2 separate regions of the Gossypium hirsutum genome follow, and region 1 is linked to region 2. Evidence: chromatin contacts called from public Hi-C data. All regions are on one chromosome and are shown on one strand. The core of a region is the stretch at or near the end of the contact, and the rest is flanking DNA. Distances in the headings are between cores, read along the strand shown.

Region 1 (2,700 bases), core at 125-2,624, 200 kb after region 2:
TTTTCTTTTTAGTTCTAAGAGAAAACAATGAATATTATTGGATTAATAACCAAATAAAAGAAAGGTTTTCAAAATTTCCCTGGCTTTTCCTTTTCCTTTCCCTCCTTGGTTTTATTGGTGATTAAGCGAAAAATGCTGGGGATATAGAGTGAGCAGAGCACTGCAGCTTAATGCTATCTCTTCTCTTGACTGCCAGGCCGGCCTTGCCTCAATCAAATCTCTTTAGCATAAACGGATTGAGTGAAATGAATTTATAAACCATTAAGCATTTGAATTTAGAGCAAAGCATAACTTAAATAATATAGCATAACATGAGTTAGTAGTAAACTCGAGACAAAAATACCAGTACGCAACCATGTATGTAATGTCTCTTTCACTTTTTACGTGATCCACCCCCCCAAATGGATTGCCAAAAAACAGGCCAGTTCTTCTGAGCCTCATTCCATCCCAAGACTGACCCTTCTCTCAACGGATCCCAACTAGATGACACAATCCCATAACTCACCCCTAACAGTGCTGTCCCGAAGAAGATGAAGGACACAATAAACGGCACCCACGTTGGTACATCGATTTTCAATCCAACCTTGAGATAATAAAAGAATGGGAAAAACAACAACCCTACCAACAATGGAATCCCAACTGTGAATCCCATTCTGCTTATCATCCTGTTTGTTACCACCTCAGGTATCACCCCTGCCTCTGCTTCATTCTCCTCTTCTTCCTCTTCTTCTTCTTCTTCTTCTTCTTCATTGTCATCACCACTACTCTTTGATTTCTTTGTCTTTTTGTTTTTCTTGGGTGGGGATCCAAAGCCTTTTGGGCTATTCAAGGTGGCATGTAGGGGTAGTAAGTACAATGGTCGGATTTGGTTTTGGGGGTTAACTGGGAATGGGGAAGATGATTTTGAGGGTTGGGCTGATGTCAATGAAGAGGGTTCCATGGTCAACTGCCTGCAAAGCTTACATACAAAACTCGATTTTTCATTTTGCAAATTCTATATATATGAATCATATTAATTACTATCTTAAGGAATATAATAAAGGAAACATGCATACCTTGAAACGGCAGTAGGATAAAGACGACAGTGCCGAAGCTGCCATTCACTTGAGCTACTTCAATTTTTTCTTTTCTTTTCTTGGAGTGCTTATTGAGTTGGTCCAGATATTGGAAGGAACACCCACAGATGAGAACTCAAAAGCTTTCCTTTTTAAGTTAAAATTGTTGCAGAATTCAGAAACTCAAGTATGATTGCCCTCACTGAAACCCCATTCGGATTCAGAAACTCTTCTTACCACCAATTTACCAGACCGAAGGAAGAAGCGATAAGGTTATGGTTCAAAGATGATCCGAAAGATCTCTAATAAGGGCTGGGCCGACTCGGGTAGCCCAACCATTATATTCTCTGTATCTAAATTCATTTTCGGTCCAAGTCGTCGACTTTAATATTAAAATTGATGTGATTAGTTAATTAAATCCAGTTCAATTAAAAATAACAAAACAGAAGAGGAATTTACAAAAAAAAAAAGAAAAAAACATAATTATGTGGATATTTTAATATTAAAAAAACCAATTTCATCCTTTTTCACGTTTTATTTCATCATTAAGAAAATTCACGCACAAAATCAATATATTTGTATAAAAGAGATCCATTTACGTTAAAATAAAAGTACAGTAATTTTACATCCTTTCATAATTTAAATGGTTGAATTTATTAATATGATCGTAGTTATAATACATTTAAAATTTTAAATCAATTCGATATCTTTACCACATCAATCCAATAATATTATATTTTTTAATATATTTAACCATTGAAATTCTTACATTTAGGACAAATAATTAGATAATTTTTTATTTACTTTGCATGCATCATTAGAATCAATAAAAAGGAGTAAAAGTAACATGAGAGTTCTTGTACTAAAAATTACTTTGCATGCATCATTAGAATCAATAAAAAGGAGTAAAAGTAACATGAGAGTTCTTGTACTAAAAACCAGATTGTATTTTGCCAATCGCCCCTTAAAAAATGCATGTTAAATGAAGGAGTAAATTGATCTTTCCTATAAAAAAATTACATCCATTTATACTACTAAAAATTGACATAATTGATGAAACAACCAAATATATCTCATGTTGAGATACAATGACCAAATTTTAATAATAGAGTAAATAGAATTACCTGTACATGGCCTTAAAATATTAAAATAAAATATAGCACGTAAATTAGTCAATGAATAATCTTTAAAAAGTTTATATAGAAAATTGGAATAAAAATGATTAGAGATTATACTAAATTAATTATATTGGGGCTTCCTTAAACCAATTAAATAGATAATATAAAAAATTGGGTCTTTTACAAAAATATTACAAAAAAAATAAAAAATACTAAAATAATATTAATTTTTTTATTTACTAAAATAATACAAAAAAAAACATGACAGCCTGGTGGAGGGCCTGCCACAGGCGGCACCAAACTGGTGGAGGGCCTGCCATAGGACTGAAATGTAATGATCTAAAGTTTTAAGGACCTGATATGCAAATTTACCATTTTGAGCAAAGAAAGTGAAATGGTGACACCTGAACTTGTGGCGGCACTAAACTTGAAAAGTGGCTAACTGTCTTATTAGCCCTCCTTATTTATTATTTTCTTTTTATTCCCCTTCAACTCACTTTTTTATTTAATAAACAAGCCCTCAACCC
Region 2 (2,700 bases), core at 94-2,593:
ACATGTTCCGAGTTATGTCTCGTAAGTCGTAATGCATATATCAGATCGTTGAATCAAATGTTGTTATTGTTATATGTCAACAATTAAAAAGAAAGAAAAACAAGTCTGTGATTATTCAATACAAAGCAGTTGAAGTCAAATTATTATTACATTCATTCATTCGACACTATCAGTTTTGACTCCCAATTCTCCATGCTTTTGCGGGCAGTAACATCACTTCCACTTCCTGAATTTGCCGCCTCCATGCTTTCCGTGCTTAAATTTCCCATGCTTCCCGTGCTTGAATTTCCCCCCATGATGCTTAAACTTCCCACCACCATGATGTTTGAACTTCCCATGATGACCATGACCAAACCCATGAGCACCATAAGCACCATGAGCACCATAAGCACCATGAGCACCATGAGCACCATGAGACACGTGGTGAGCCCCCATAGCAGCTGCGGCAGCTGCTGCACCACCTGCAAGCAGCGCTCCCATGCCACTGTGCCCTGCACACACACACACAAAAAGGGTAATTAATTATTGGCATCTCACATTTAACATGACAACAAACTTGGACCGCCTTATGATTATGTAGGAAGTTTTACCTGAATGGGATGCACCAGGATAGCCAGATGGTGGATAGCCGTGAGGGGGGTATCCTCCTTGAGGAGGGTAGCCAGCTGGTGGATAGCCTTGAGGGGGGTACGCTCCAGCCGGTGGATATCCGCCAGGAGGGTGTCCATGACCACCATGAGCAAGATGTGAAAACAGACCCTTATCATCAGGCTTATGCTTGTCCTTCCCCATGTTTTCTCAACCAATAATCACTTCTGTGGAACAAACTGAAAAAAAAAATGCATAAATGAATTGATCACATATAAACGTAGATCAAAATAATAATGATAAAAAAGGCACAACATGATAACAAGCATCTGTAAATGATTCCAGCAAGGAAACAAATCACGAACACTGATAAAGTATGAAAATTACCAAAAACAAAAAATCAACAAAATTCCCATAACAATGAATCAACAACTAGAACATGAACTTAGAGAAAAAAAATTGAGATCCTAAAAAACAGTCAACGCCTTTTCTTTTCTTTTTTTTTTAATGGAATTTCGAAGACTATAACACAAAGGATCATAGAACAGATTACCTATTACTAAGAGATAAAATTTCGAAAAAAGAAAAAAGATAAAATAAACATAAATTAGGCAGAGAAAAGAAGAGAGATGTGTGTACCTAAGGTTACAGAGAAAGTCAGATTGATATCGGAATGGAAGTTTTGGGAGGAGATATTTTAGCATATTTATATTTTCACTTTGAAATTAACAAAGGAGAGATTCCACGCGTTGCTCTAACGCGTAAACGACGCGGCTAGCTAATGTTAAATGACAACGACACGTGGACTACAACCTCCATTTTTACCTTAGCCCCAAAGTCATGGAACCTTTTCTTCTTTGCGTGTATTTCATTGGTAAATTTTCTCTACAGCTCCTTATTCTATAGTGCCCTTTAGATTTTGATCCTTGTACATTTTTTGTTTTTGTTTTGAATAATTTTATTATAAGTTCTGACCATATCTGCTCTTTTTGACCCAATATCTACAACTACTCATAGCCTCTCCTCAACTCATAAATAGGAGGATAATACCCTTCAGCATACTTGAACCCATATACTTCTACATTACAATAATGTCAATACCAATCGAGTTAAAACTTAATAAAAAGAAATTCCCATACATTTGGAAAATAAGTAAAATGTTAAACATATATATCTTTAAGTAATGCGATATTAGTTTATAATATAGTATGTTCTCTCTATTGATTATAGCTTAAAAACTCAAATAATTTTATTTAATAGGTGAATAGATATGAAATTTGATTGTTGATCATATCAAATTTTAGACATGAAATCTCATTAAATATAATTATTCTCCTAAAGTTAATAACTTTTTAATGGTTACCAAGAATAACCATTTTATTCGTTTTTGACATACAAAAACTTTTAAAGCTATGAAAGATATTCTAAGTTTAAATAAAAAATAAAACATTTTTTCATTAATTTCATTTCAAGTTGGGTAGATAACTTGATTGATTTACGAATAGTTCTATTTATTTATTAAAATTTCATACCATCTATGTCATTAAAGAATATCTATTTGAAATTGTATAATAGTTAAACATGTTGAGGTACATGTAATGTAGGGGGTAGATCATTTTGGCAGGTGCACCATGTCCCATCTGTTGGTTATCCACCACTATCTAATTAAAGGTCAAAATATTTTTTTTTGCAATTTTATCACCTAATTTTTAAAATGTTCACATTTTAGTCATTTAAACATCAAATCTCTAATAATGGTTGATTGTATTCGTGCTATCATGTTTACATTTTCATTTTGGTTACTTAAAAATATCCTTTCTAAATGATTGGTCGGGGTAAAAAACCTAAGGATTAAAGTAAAAAAAGCAATAGAAACTAGAATAATGCACTAAAGAATTGTCAAATTGTACTTATTTATCCCTTTACCGAAAGCTTTAATTTTTTTCCAATATTGAAATTTTAAATTCTAAAACATCAAAATCAATTAAATAAATTATGGAATTTTTTTTATCCCTATAGCCAATTTGTTACTATAATATTGAATTAATTAATTAATTAATTTAATCTCCTTATAAAATTTAAAATTTTATTTTATGTTTTCAAATTATACTT

Evidence for each region. A called contact is a pair of places that touch in the nucleus more often than the background predicts.
Region 1: a contact with region 2 is called in a Hi-C map of hypocotyl, with 2.6 times the contacts expected there. The contact joins the promoter of LOC107900677 here to the promoter of LOC107900688 in region 2. A contact is called at or near these places in 2 of 34 Hi-C or Micro-C datasets (hypocotyl and leaf).

The regions. Positions count from the first base shown.
Region 1 is chrD08:55,148,745-55,151,444 of Gossypium_hirsutum_v2.1, forward strand. It overlaps LOC107900677 (protein PAM68, chloroplastic), which reads right to left and starts at 1,375. Exons shown (of 2, transcript XM_016826350.2): 1 at 1,056-1,375; 2 at 237-958. The coding sequence starts at 1,100. The coding sequence ends at 374.
Region 2 is chrD08:54,949,971-54,952,670 of Gossypium_hirsutum_v2.1, forward strand. LOC107900688 (glycine-rich protein A3) reads right to left here and starts at 1,344. Exons shown (of 3, transcript XM_016826371.2): 1 at 1,228-1,344; 2 at 591-827; 3 at 91-491. The coding sequence starts at 792. The coding sequence ends at 214.